Linked DNA regions of Zea mays: region 2 is linked to region 1. Evidence: chromatin contacts called from public Hi-C data. All regions are on one chromosome and are shown on one strand. The core of a region is the stretch at or near the end of the contact, and the rest is flanking DNA. Distances in the headings are between cores, read along the strand shown.

Evidence for each region. A called contact is a pair of places that touch in the nucleus more often than the background predicts.
Region 2: a Hi-C map of ear shows a contact between it and region 1, with 2.8 times the contacts expected there. The contact joins the promoter of LOC100382533 here to the promoter of LOC100240689 in region 1. A contact is called at or near these places in 6 of 25 Hi-C or Micro-C datasets (bundle sheath, ear, endosperm and 3 more).

Annotation. Positions count from the first base shown.
Region 1 is chr9:120,867,663-120,875,060 of Zm-B73-REFERENCE-NAM-5.0, reverse strand. LOC100240689 reads right to left here and starts at 2,725. Exons shown (of 10, transcript NM_001144015.2): 1 at 2,353-2,725; 2 at 2,175-2,245; 3 at 1,737-1,847; 4 at 1,486-1,649; 5 at 1,308-1,393; 6 at 879-930; 7 at 724-789. The coding sequence starts at 2,513.
Region 2 is chr9:121,085,339-121,092,736 of Zm-B73-REFERENCE-NAM-5.0, reverse strand. It overlaps LOC100382533, which reads right to left and starts at 2,761. Exons shown (of 17, transcript XM_020543763.2): 1 at 2,369-2,761; 2 at 1-1,534. The coding sequence starts at 1,524.

The sequences.
Region 1 (7,398 bases), core at 1,476-3,975:
ATTTGTTTTTTTAAGTCATGCAATGCCCCTTCACATTTTCTTGGCGAGGAAGGGGGGGGGGGTAGGGGTTGAAATCAAGATGGCCATAATGTGGCAGATTTTGCCACCGCCTAACCACTATGACAAAAGCTGAATTATATAAAGCCTTCTTTGGAACAAAGGAAAAATTCCTGAATCCTGTGTTTTTGAACTAATTCCTGTAAAATTCCTATACCATTCCTATGAAATTCCTGCATTCCAAAGGAGCCCTAAAATATATAGTTGTATACCCCATGAGCTGTGACACCAAATTATCTCCTCCTCTAAACAATATATATAGCTTAACTCTCAACACGAAAGGTAAGTAAAGTTAGTAAACTTTACCAATTCTAAGCATGTTGACTGAATATATGGTAGAATTTATCTTTAGACATAAATGCATGAACAGCCCCAAATTTGTCAAGGGGTGCCACTTAGGTCCACGAAATTTGAGAACACATTTCTAGGCCCCTAAACATGTTAAGTGGTGGACCGCAGTGGTCGGTACAGTCCATGAATGGACCCGCATTGCACTATTTTACAAGTTTAGGGATATAAGATGCACCACTTAACAAGTTTTGAGACCCTATGCTTTCAAAGTTTGTGGACCTAAGTGGTACCCCTTATGCATTTAACTCTTCAACTTATCCGTGCATTGCATTTGGTACATTAGAGAATCAAAGAATAAATGGAAACAAAAAATACCGTTTTTCGTGCGTGGTCTTGGCTGATGTCTTCAAACACAAGTTCAGGCATTAATGGCATTCTTGACTACAATGGCAAGGAAAAACAATCAAGTCTGGTTCCAATAAGACCACAGTAACTATATGCAAGAAGTGCTTGTTAAATACAAAATTTACCTCGTCATATCCAGTTAGCCAGACACGTGGAGTTTGGTAGTACTTGTCATACCTGCAATAGGATCATTAGTTACATGTTTCCTAATTCAAGTGTGGGTCACAAGAAGTAAGAACTGCTTTCCACACAAGATATTAATTAGATAATCTTATCCCTGAGAAACAACAACTGCCCTTCAAGGAAGCAGCAATTAACTAGTTAGAACCTAAAACATTTTGGTTGCAAAGCAGATGGGCATCATGCTTGCCAATCAACTCATCATTAAATAAGTATGTAGTTTGTATAATGTAGGTGCCAAGAGATACAGTTATTCAAAACACAAAACTTGACTGGTATAGAGCAGAACTTTAGGCAAGATGTCTGCCACAATCGACCAATCAGAAAACTAGTGTATGGTTGGATCCAATCTTGTATGCAATAAAAGAGCTTACGTTATGCTAACATCATATGTTCTGGTATGAAGAATGTTGTCATCTTCTGGTTCTTCTGCGATAAAGTATGATGGTTCAGCAGCAGCCTGCAATTAGAACAGAAAGGCAAAGCTGGAATCAGTAACTTTGGCAGCTTCGTTTAGCCCAGTTTAAGATAGAGAATTTTGATCTTCCCTACCAAATTATCCCCTGTGTCTTCATAAGTATCCATGTCAGGTATATCTTCCTCCTCTTCATCCTTGCCACCGCTAAAGTAAGAGGGGATAGACTTTATTCCATCAGATCTCCCTATGTCCAAGGTGTCCATAGAGGGAATGTCTTCCTCCTCTTCTGTCTTTGATGCTAACATGAGCAACGGACCCCAAAAAAAACAGTTAAGATCATATAATTCAGAGTGGAAAACCAAACAGCACTTATAAGGATATTGACCTTGCACTCCATGTGTTGCAAGCCAGCCTTCGCCATCCTCATCGAGAACCACCTCTGCTCCTGCTGCATCATACTCTTCCTCAACCGAGATGGCACGTCTTAAACAGGGCACTGGGAGTAATAAAAAAATCAAAAAATTTCAATGATTTGAGATAATTCGAAAACTACAAGCTTTAAACAGCAAAATAGTAAATTCAGTAGTCCAAAGGCATGAATGAATTCCCTCGAATTTTCTCTGTTTCCCCGTGTTTATGTTTCAACTACAACATGATTCTTTTTCTAAACTAAAATGTTTGATCTCATACACTACATCAGGTATGGGAAAATAAACCTAAAATTTGTCCAATTCTGCTCGCCAATAACAATAATGCAGCATTCACAATACTCAACTTGCGGATACAGGAAAATAGATAGGAACTCAGTTCAGTAGCAGCATACCATTACGGGTGACGAGGAACTGCTTATTGGCGGGGAGATACGGCTTCCTCTTGCTTGGATCGCCCGCTTCCCTGTGAACACACGAAACAAACCAGATCAATCAGTCAACCAACCAATCAGCAACCACTTAAATCGGTTAGAGGGAGGCAGAGCGAGGGGAGAGGAAAGGAGAACGCACCAGGACCAGGTGGGGCACTTGGCGACGAGGTTGTCGCCGGCGAGAATGAACTCGGGGACGGAGAGGACGCCCTTCTCGAGGAACGCGGAGACGGTGCGCGGGGCCGTGACCCGCTCCACCGTGCCTTTGTAGAACTCGTAGACCTTCTGCTTCACCTGCATCGTCGCCTCCTTCAGTCCTTCTCCTTCCGCTCGCGACACGGCGCCGGGACTAACTCTGGCTCCCTTTGTCTCGACTCCCGACGGAGACGGAGGGGAAAGCGGAGAAGGCAGGTCAGTTTACTTGCGAGGCCTACGGTGACGCTACCGGAGATGCTGTGTTCTACGCTACGCCAGCGGATTTGGAACACGCAATGGATTCTTCCCGAGTCTCGGGTCTCCCAACCTCCTGGGTTTCAATTTGAGAGGTTTTGGGCTGGTGGATGGGCCGTACGTGGGTGCAAAGGGTATCCTGGGTTTCGATTTGAGAGCTCTGTTTTGGGCTGGTGACTGGTGGCCGGGCCGTACGTGGGTGTAAAGGGCCTCGGCGGAGACATCTGCCGCTAGCCCGCTACTTTAAATATACCTCAACTCACTCTATAATAAGCTGTTTGGTTTGAGGAATGATCTAGTTCATCGTCTTCTCACTCCTCACTTTTTTGTTTGGTTTGTGGAATAGATTGAGTTGATCCATCATCACCTTATTCCTTATAGTTATTTAGTTAGTACTAATATGAGGAATGAGATCATCCCACCAAATTTGAGGAATGGACCCATGATGCACCACCACATTTTAGATGAAGTGATTCCTCAAACCAAACACCCTCTAAATATTCTACCCTTAACCCACCGATTTAAACTAAACTAACTAAACTACGTACATCCCATAAATCATCTCACGCCCTCATGTATCTAATAAAGCCACCAAACAATTTAACCCCGGATAAATTACACTATAAAAACAACTAAACTACGTACACCCCATAAACCATCCCACACACTCATGTATCGACTAAAGCCACCAAACGATTTAACCCTAGATTAATTACACTATGAAAAATCAATGCTCCAGATAATTTTATTTGTCTACTCTCTCTTACTCAGACACATCCGACGAACATTCTTTAATGGATCATCTCTCAACGCTATTCATCAATCATCTATCAAACAATCACGCCACCAATGCGCCCACAACCGCCAGCAATCAACACCTCTACCACGAGCACCCTACTCCGCGAACAACCACCACATGTGGTGTAGCGGTAGCTACTGCTCGCATTTGCGTGAGAGGTCGCGGTTGTGCAAAGTTCTTCTTTAAATACTACTCCTTCCATCCAAAAATATAATTCAAGAATCTCGGTGTTACTTATCTACTACTACGCATTGTGCAAGGTTAGTAGGGTAGGCTTGGGAGAGATGTAGTTGAAAGGGAATTAGGCTTACACCTAGTTCCTAATTGATTTTGGTGGTTGAATTGCCCAACACAAATAAATGGACTAACTAGTTTGCTCTAGTGTATAAGTTATACAGGTGCCAAAGGTTCACAACTTAGCCAATAAAAAGACCAAGAGTTGGATTCAACAAAGGAGCAAAGGGATAACCGAAGTGTGCCCTGGTCTGGCGCACCGGACTGTCCGGTGTGCCACCGGACAGTGTCCGGTGCACCAGGGGACTTCACGCTGAACTCCTCACCTTCGGGAAAATCCAGAGGCGCTCCACTATAATTCACCGGATTGTCTGGTGTACACCGGACAGTGTCCGGTGCTCCAAGGAAGAGCGGCTCTGGAACTCGCCAGCTTCGGGAATTCGCAACGGCTAGTCCGCTATAATTCACCGGACATGTCCGGTGTACACCGGACTGTCCGGTGTGACATCAAAGCAACGGATACTTCGGCGCCAACGGCTACCTGCAGCGCATTGAATGCGCGCCAGCGCGCGCAGAAGTCAGGCACGCCCATACTGGCGCACCAGACACTCTACAGTGCATGTCTGGTGCGCCACCGGACATCCAGGCGGGCCCAGAAGACAGAGCTCCAACGGTCGAAATCCAACGGCTTTGGTGACGTGGCTGGCGCACCGGACATGTCCGGTGTGCACCGGACTGTCCGGTGCACCATGCGACAGACAGCCCCACCAAACGGCTAGTTTGGTGGTTGGGGCTATAAATACCCCCAACCACCCCACATTCAAGTCATCCAAGTTTTCACACTTCCAACCACTTACAAGAGCTAGGCATTCAATACAAGACACACCCAAGTGATCAAATTCTCTCCCACATCCACAAAAGCATTAGTGACTAGTGAGAGTGATTTGTCGTGTTCTTTTGAGCTCTTGCGCTTGGATCGATTGCTTTCTTCTTTCTTTGATTCTTCATTGCGATCAAACTCACTTGTAATTGAGGCAAGAGACACCAATCTTGTGGTGGTCCTTGTGGGAACTTTGTGTTCCAATCATTTGAGAAGAGAAAGCTCACTCGGTCCGAGGGACCGTTTGAGAGAGGGAAAGGGTTGAAAGAGACCCGGTCTTTGTGACCACCTCAACGGGGAGTAGGTTTGCGAGAACCGAACCTCGGTAAAACAAATCCACGTGTCTCACTCCTTATTCGCTTGCGATTTGTTTTGCACCCTCTCTCGCGGACTCGATTATATTTCTAACGCTAATCCAGCTTGTAGTTGTGATTATTTTTGAGAATTTCAGTTTCGCCCTATTCACCACCCTCTAGGCGACTTTCAATTGGTATCAGAGCCCGGTACTTCATTAGAGCCTAACCGCTCGAAGTGATGTCGGGAGAACTCGCCAAGAAGGAGATGGAGACCGGCGACAAGCCCACTGTTGGGGACTTGTTCTCAAGTGCTAAGAGTTAAGAACAAGGCAACATAGAAAATGTTAATGGTTAACGTCCTTCGTCCTCCGAAGCATTATTTCCCTTAGGATATAATAACTTGTGGACGAAGGTTATGAAAGACATACCTTCACAAATTCATCAAACAATGACGAAGGATAAAATATAAAGAATGTAAAAGAAAAGATGAACAATCATTTATTATTACTGAACATAAACAAAAATATCATTGAATTATAAGTGTACCTTCAATCGGAAGGAAATGATAGTACAAGCGTGACGCAGAAAGCAAATGTCAAGTCAGCGTAAATAGTACGGGGATACTGTTCACCCATTTATAGACACGGGACACAGCCCTTATAAAATTACATTCATGTCCTTTACATTTGATAATAACTCTATAGTAGTCTATCGAGGTCTGAATAGCCTTTTCATCTTTAAGTCGGTTCCACTCTTTGCTGTTACGCCGAAGCTTTCCTGCTCAACACCTTCGGCTCTGTAGCAAGCTTCGTATTATTCCAGTCTACTGCAATGCCGACTTTAGTCCGAGGGTACCTGTTCACACATTGCACTACAGAAATACTGTTAAATCCTTGTTTTTGAGGACCTTCGGACTACGAAGATCCCCAACAGTAGCCCCTCGCAATATTAATTTGTTTGAAATAATAAATTTAGATTGCGATATGGACGAAGGCTTTTACGCCGAAGGTCCGAAAAAACACCTTCCCTTTGCTAGAATAGCAACATTCAATGACAAGTGGGGTCTTTCAATTTTCAACGCACCGAGCGTATATATACGGCCATACCGCAAACTCATTTTGCACGCTTTCTGGCCAACCACTCCCGCTCACTCAATTTTTAGCTCTTGTGCACTGTGTTTTGCTAAGCTTTTAGCTTTGAAGCTTCGGATTTGAAAACAGTTTTTTAGTGCTTCCGAAGATGTCTGAAGCTGCTAAGAAGGCTGCTGCTGAGATGAAGCTGAGTCTTGATGAAGAGAAGAACTTAGGATTTCTTATAGCGATGTCGAAGACCAACACAGAAAAAATCACCAATGAGATTCTGGAAGGACTGTCTGAAGATACTGGTGACAGTGAAAGTTATGATGTAGACAGCGGTGGCGAAGACTCCGAAGATCGCCCCTGGCGACCAAGTCATTCAGTTTATGGTAAATCAACTATCAAAGAGAATCATCTTGCTAATATGAGAGGAAGGTATTTCCGGGATTTGTCCGTTGTGAGGGCCGACGAAGGGGAGAAGAGTTGTCCACATCCTGAAGAGAATGAAGTCGTAGTATTCCGAAGCTTTTTGAAGGCTGGGCTGCGATTGCCCCTGAGCAGCTTCGTCGTGGAAGTGCTGAAGATTTTTGAAGTCTATCTTCACCAACTTACCCCCGAGGCCATCATAAGGCTGAACATCTTCGTATGGGCCGTGCGAAGCCAAGGTCTGAAGCCTGATGCAAAAAGTTTCTGCAATATACACGAATTATCATACGAGACAATACCTTGGGGTAAGGAACAGTATCACAATAACTTTGGCTGCTACAGTTTTGTTTCTCGGTCTGGGTCAAGCTGTCCCGTGCCAACTTTTCGGAAGAGGTGGCCTAGCGGCTGGATGACAGAATGGTTTTATGTAAAAAATGATCTGAAAGCACGGGAAGACATCAAAGGTATAATCATGCGACCTATTTGGCAAAGCTTCGGCCTTCAGAGGCCGAAGGTTGAAATGAATGAAGCCGCCGAAGAGTGCCAAAGAGCCTTCGGCGTTGTCTGCTCTTTTATAGGAACAAGGGACTTAGTACAAGAGTATATCGCCTTCAGGGTGTGGCCGCTTGCGGAGAAATGGGAAATGCCACAAGAAACCATTAAAGAGGCCGACGAAGGTGGACTTATCAGATTTAAGTACACTTTTAAATTTGGAGATAAATTTATTGAGCCAGATGATGAGTGGTTGAAAAGCATTGACAATTTAAGTGATGAGCTACTCGGGACCTACTCGAAGGCTGAAGATAACGCAATGTCAGCAGCCTTCGGAGGCCGAAAAAAGAAGAGACTGAATCGGGTATTTGATGCCATCGGGTTTGTCTACCCTGACTATTGCTATCCCATTCGGAGGCAGAAGAGAAAAAACACAACCTCTGCAAAAAAAGAAGAAGCTGCAGCTGCTCCTAGCGAGCCAGAACCGAAAAGGAAAAAGTTAAAGGTTCTTACGCATCGGCCGCGTTATATT
Region 2 (7,398 bases), core at 1,512-4,011, 220 kb before region 1:
AAGGCCAACCTTATTGTTGGATGTACCAGTAGCATTTTCTTCATGATAATTTTCTATCATTTGCTCAATGCTCCCTGAAACTGCTGGTATTTCCTCCCCAGTTGCCTTTTCTCCCATGTCACCACTTTTTAGCTTGTCAACAGAACCTTGATTGTACTCCAGCACTACATGTTTTGATTCATCATATGTATAGCAGGTGTTTGTACTATTCGTTTCAGTGTTGTTTGTTTCTTCAGGAACACAAGTGGCATCGGTAATTTTACTTTTGGGAGACACAGAACTGACAGGATGTGGATTAGAATTTCTTGGGTCTGCCTCAGATTGGTGAGAGATAAGAGAATTTGAACCAATACTAAACTCCTTAACAACAAGCTCATTGCTCCTGTGAACTGAACTTTTCAGGCCTTCAGTTCCATGTTGCACTGCTAAAAAAGATGGTTGAAGAGTGATGTTCACTTTATGGCAAGTATCATCGCTCCTGTGCAGCATCTTAACTGGATTTGTGATGGCTTCTAGTAATCCATCAGAACTTTTTGACAATAGAGTTTCATTGCTTGGTGGACTGGACAAGTTTACAGCGCCCAAGGACTGACCAGCACATGACAAATTTTGCAGTTCTTGTAGTCCACCTTCAACTTTATTTTCATTGATATGGCAAAACTTCGAATCTTGAGGAGTAACAACAGCCTCAGATTCTTTAATATCTTTCTTGAAGTGATATGAATCAGTATATATGTTCTGCAGGGGAGCCAACTCTGGGAAAGATTCATTATTCAATTTCTTTGAATCTACTTCAGCTGAGGGTACATTAAATTTGTCCAAAGAATTATCATCATGGCCTGCCCCAAAATAGTTGCCAACAGTTGGGCAGCTTCCTGGTGTGTTGTTTGAAGAGGACAACTTCTCACCTGTAAGGCACTTCTCAGCAACAGAATCTGCTGCCTGCGCAGCTTTCTTGTCCAGTAAGAAAGGCACAAAATGTTCAAGCTGAGACTCAGTGTTTGAAAGGTCAGCAGTCATTCTAGAATGAGTGCTCCAAGACTGATCTTTCTCAGTTGGCACTACAGTACTATCTGTCGGGGAGGTACTAGATTTAGGATGAACACTCGATTGATCAGTTTGACTGTCCATACCAATTAACTGAAGGTGAGCATTACTGTCCATGTTACCAGTTGTCTCATTTCCTCCCACTGATTTCAATAGCATTTCGACAGATTCTGTGGACGTTGCCTCTGACCAGACATTATTAGTTTTAGATATCGAGCAAGATTCAGCTGCGCTAGAGCTAAAATCAACAACACTGCTTCCAGTGGACAGAACCTCAATCCAGCTATTCTCGTGCCCTTGTACGCTGAAAAATGCTTCTGAATCTATCAAATTATCAAATCGAAGATGGCCTTGTAGTTGGTCCTCGATATCAAGTTTTGGCAGTGCAAATGGTCGCAAACCTGATGGGAATTTGCTACTTCCTACACCAGCTAGTTGAAAATTTTGGCTCTGAAAATCAGTATCGTCATGGTCCATGGGTGTATGCCTGCAAAATAGAGAGTTCAAAACATATAAAGTCAAAGTTCCAACAAGTCAAACATAAATCAGCAACTTTGCAGCAAGCAAGCTAAATATATTGGAGCATCATATTTATATATAACATAATTCATATATGGGAGCAAAAGTACTCAGACGGCCACGGATGTGTGAACATCATTGCAACAAACAACATCATGTGTGAGTGTGTATCAGTGTACGTGAGAAATTTAAGGCAGTAGGCAGCATCTCAGACGACTCTACAAGACTGCCACCTAGTACAAAGTAATGATGCTTGTTGTATAACAAATAACCCGCACCAAAATTGCAGTACTGACTGAACCATAAAGACTGGTGTGGCTGTTTTAAAATAGCCAAAAGGGAAGTACAAATTCTACATTTGCTAGCAGAACATTCTCAGTCAACTAAGACCGTACTCCCTCCTGTCCCATGAATAGAACACGTGTGGTGCACTTTGACCTCAGGACCATGAGCTCGCTAGCACTAAACTCCCAGCAAAACATTACTCTAAGCAAGTAAAGCTGTAATTTACAGCGGTCGGATTGAACTTGAACCAAGCCCCAAACCAGTCTGACCGCAAAAAAAACACATGAGGCTACTGAAAACAAAAGGCTCCAAATCCCAATTCCCAGAGTCAAGCAGGAATTCGTAACTACGCCTTCAAAACTACCCGAAAACAATATCAAGTGCCACCCATCCCAAACCCTAACCCACCAAGCTGCGCGCGCGACCCGGGCGAGCCACTACTTGCCTCGTACCCTGCGGCACAAAAACGAGGCACGTCGCGTGAAGAAGAAAAATATAAGGAGGAATGGGAAAGTACCGAGAGGGACTCGCTCGCCCTTCTACCACCCTCCATCAGTGAGCGGAGTCGTCGAAACCTTAGATCCTGCAGGGCGGCGGCGGCGGATGCTCATACCCCGGCGCCCGGCGCCGGAAACCCTAGCTCCTGCAGCAGCGACGGAGGCGAACTCTAAGCGGCGGGGGCAGAGGCTGTGGCCGGCGATGAACGGCAAGTAGCGTAGGCGAGCGGGAGCGGGAGCGGGAGCAAAGAGCGGAGCAGGGTGGAGACAGGAGTGTGCCTTGCGGTGGACTGGTGGTCCATGGTCGGGTGGGGGGCTTTGTGGTTCGGCTGTGCAGGATGTACGCGGCCCGCGCACCGGGCACACCAGTAACTTGCGCACAGCTGGATCGGGTGATTGGGACTGGATCGGGTGATTGGGGCTTCTTCGATGGCATGTTTGGAGGGCCTGGGCTGCCTGGCTCAGGCAGCATTTTTCAGCCGTCAATCAAACAGGCCTTGAGAGCCTGGGACTGGAGTGGCTTTCAGTTTTAGGTCTGGGTTGGTCCGCCGAAGCCGAGGAGGCGAGGACACGAAGCGGCGGCTTGCACGTGAAAAAAACTCACTGGATCAGACGGCGCCCTTGCGGGCGCTCTATCCGGCACTGAAAAAATATTAAGTGAATAATGACTAAATTTATAATAATTTTTTTAATTTGACAAGCAAGAAAGAAGGTACTTAACAGAACATAGATAGCCTGAAAATAATCCACATTATAGTTGCAGCACCACACTAAAACACGGATCATAGCATGACGCTGAGGCTTGTTCTAGCTGGAAACTGGTCCAGAAGAAGACTACATAATCCAAGTCTATGTCTACCTGACACAGCGGGGGGCAGGCAACTAAACGAGATGTATATACAAGGTACTGGTAGCGGTCTCTTGGCCGATACAATCTAGACAGCTAGGTACATAAACATTACACTACTACAAGTGGAGAGTCATTCAATCCACAAAAAGCCAGCGAAACAATCTACCCACAAAAGCGATAAAGATGTCCATCTGCAGAGGCGACTAAGATGTACATCCACAAAAGGAAAGTCATCATCTCTCAGAAAGCAGGTTTGTCAAGGCTGCAAAAAAATAGAAGAATGTGAGCATAAAGGTCCACAAATATTTTGTGTCATGTCTTTCAAGCTAATGTTATATCAAAGCAGGATATTAAACATAGGTATATAAACTCGAGGCTAAACAAACAGGGTCCTGATTCCAAACCAACAACCTTAGTCAGTTTAGTGAGCAATGGTTCTGATGCTCCTTTGTATTATATATATAATACCTAGCAATAAATAATACCCAAAGAACAACCATTAATACTTCACAGTTTCTTGGCCCTTCCGCGTTCAATTTGTGGAGACCTAATCCAGGGCTTGCGTTCAATTTGTGGAGACCTCACAGTTCAAAGCTTCGTCCAGTTTCAAAATGTAGTGCACAGGCACATCATTCATGCAGGCATCTAAGGAGCATGGCTTTTGATTCTAGAATATGTTCCATAAGGAACTCTTTGCAGCAGTTTTGATTTAAATCAAGATTGGGTGATCCATATTCTTATCCAAGTCTACATCTAAATGACTGCAGCAGTCGTTTTTGGCTTGCAGTTCAATCCCATGAATAGTTATAAAGCCTTTGCTAAATGTTCGCACGAGAAACCATAAGTTTAAAAAATGACAAGGCAACCTTGAGTCCTCTGGTTAGGAGGCCGTATCCCTGAGAAAAAGAACAAGAAACAAAGAAAACAGAGGTTAGTGTATAATAGAAAACATTACCTAGGTTTAAACAAAGAAGGAACGTAACGCAAATTCATCTGGTCCTTTCTTGTAAAGCAAATGATTGGCTAAAATAATAGCTAACACGCGCACCAACAGATGCCTTGGCAAGTTCTAGGATTCAACAGTAAAGCGAGGGACTCTCACGGCAGCCGGCGACTCCAAAAAATAACAAACCCAAAGAGTCCTCGAGGACAGCGGTAGATGTAGGGACCTGAAATGTGAAGAGAGGAGGGAGAGCATAGAGGGAGGCATGTAATAATAAATAAGTAAAAGAGGTACTATCCCTGTTGTCGCGGACCGGAGAACAGCTCCGGCGCCCATGCCTCGAGAGTGCAGAGGTGTGGAGACGATGTGGATCCGTGCAGCGACGATTTCGAAGAAGAGGGGAACGCACCACACCACGTCTTCTCCTACAGCTGCTGCGTGTGGGTCTACGGGACCAGCATGGGCGAACTGACGGAAGGGTACGGCGGGGTATGGCGAGGGTGAAAGTCACCTAGAGGGGGTGAATAGGGCGAATCTGAAATTTACAAACTTAAGCACACACTACAAGCCGGGGTTAGCGTTAGAAATGTATTCGAGTCCGAGAGAGGGGAAAACAAATCAACCAACAAGTAAGGCGGATGAACACGGTGATTTATTTTACCGAGATTCGGTTCTAAAGAACCTAGTCCCCGTTGAGGTGGTCACAAAGACCAGGTCTCTTTCAACCCTTTCCCTCTCTCAAACGGTCACTTAAACCGAGTGAGGCTTCTTCCTTAATCTCACGGGTCACTTAGACCCCGCAAGGACCACCACACAATTGGTGTCTCTTGCTTCGCTTACAAAGCACTTGAGAGTAAGAAGTGAGAAAGAAAAGAAAGCCAACCAAGCAACAAGAGCAACAAAGAAACACAAGAACGATCTTCTCACAAGTCCTAATGCGCTAGAATTGAATTGGGGGCTTTGCTTGGATCGGTGGCTTTGATTTGTGTATTAGAGTGTTGCACTTTGCTCTTGTATTGAATGGAGAGTGATGAATGCTTAGATGGTTGGAGTGGAGGTGGTTGGGGGTATTTATAGCCATTAACCACCAAAACAACCGTTGGGGTGGCTGCTGTCGATGGGCGCACCGGACAGTCTGGTGCGCCAGCCACGTCACCCAACCGTTAGGGTTCGGGCGCAGTAGATCGTTTGAGCTTTGTCTTCTTGTGGCACCGGACAGTCCAGTGCGCCAGACCAGGGGACACTTCAGTTTCTTTTGCTCCTTGAATTTGAACCCTTTATTTGATCTTTTATTGGTTTGTGTTGAACCTTTATGCACCTGTATAACATATACTCTAGAGAAAACTAGTTAGTCCAATATTTGTGTTGGGCATTCAACCACCAAAAATATTTATAGGAAAAGGTTAAACCCTATTTCCCTTTCCATCTCCCCCTTTTTGGTGATTGATGCCAACACAAACCAAAGCAAGTATATAAGTGCAGAATTGAACTAGTTTGCATAAGATAAGTGCATAGGTTACTTAGAATTAAACCATTTTATAGTTTCACTAGATATGCATGGTTTGCTTTCTTTTATTTAACATTTTGGACCACATTTGCACCACTTGTTTTGTTTTTGCAAATTCTTTTTGAAAAAAAAATTTCACAGTCTTTTTGCAAATAGTCAAAGGTATATGAATAAGATTGCAAGAAGCATTTTTAAGATTCGAAATTTCTCCCCCTGTTTCAAATGATTTTTCTTTGACTTAACAAAACTCCCCTTGAATGAAATTCTCCTCTTAGTTTTCAAGAGGGTTTTAATAGATACCAATTGGAAATATATTGAGATGCTAGTTTTGAATACATATGCCAATTGTAAATATCATACCAATTTGAAATAGATAGCAAGATACAAATTGAAAACTTTATTTTGAAAATTTGGAAACTTTTAGGTGGTGATGGTGCGGTCCTTTTGCTTTGGGCTTAATATTTCTCCCCCTTTGGCATTAATCGCCAAAAACGGAGACTTTGTGAGCCCTTTCTTAATTTCTCCCCCATTGGTAAATGAAATATGAGTGAAAGATTATACCAATTTGGAGAGTGATGTGGAGTGACGGCGAAGGGTAAATGATACCGTTAGAGTGGAGCGGAAGCTTTGTCTTCGCCGAAGACTTCATTTCCCTTTCAATCTACGACTTAGTATAGAAATATACTTGAAAACACATTAGTCGTAATCATGAAAGAGATATGATCAAAGGTATATAAATGAGCTATGTGTGCAATGTTTCAATCAAAATTCCGAGAATCAAGAATATTTAGCTCATTCCTAAGTTTGCTAAAGGTTTTCTCATCTAATGGCTTGGTAAAGATATTGGCTAATTGTTCTTTGGTGCTAACATAAGCAATCTTGATATCCCCCCTTAGTTGGTGATCTCTCAAAAAGTGATACCGAATGTCTATGTGCTTAGTGCGACTGTATTCAACGGGATTATCTGTCATGCGGATTGCACTCTCATTGTCACATAGGAGAGGGACTTTGCTCAATTTGTAGCCATGGTCCCTGAGGGTTTGCCTCATGAAAGGGAAATGTGCCCTTGGGATATTTCTATAATGTTTTGGTGATTAAGTGTCCAACACAAAGTGAGTGAAATATTATGTGCCAAACAAGCAAAAGATGCAAATCATGTAACAAGGTATGTTTCTAGACTTAGTACATTGTTTTGAGTACTAACATATTTTGTCTAAGTGCTAGAAACAGAGAAAAGAAAAGAATCAAAAGACTTGGCTCGGTGCAGCCAAATCTCTGCTCAGTCTAGCACACCAGACAATGTCTGGTGCGCCAGGCTGGACTCCGGTGAACAGGCCGCTCTCGGGAGAATTTGGCAGCGTATAGTTATAATTCACCAGACTGTCCGGTGAGCCAACGACCGCTAGCGCAACGGTCGGCCGCACAATCCGCAGGCGACGTGTGGCCCGCGCCAACGGTCGGCAGGGGGCACCGGACTATCCGGTGTGCACCGGACAGTGTCCGGTGCGCCAACTGCCACAAATATGCAACAGTCGTCTGCGCCAGAATAGGAAGGAGATTGTGCACCGAACATGAATAGTGGCTGTCCGGTGGTGCACCGGACTGTCCGGTGCACCACCCGACAGAAGGCAAGGATAGCCTTCCTTGTTGGCCTCCAACAGCTCCTAGCTACCTTGGGGCTATAAAAGGGACCCCTAGGCGCATGGAGGAGTCACCCAAGCATTCAATAAACATTCTAAGCCTCCAAGAC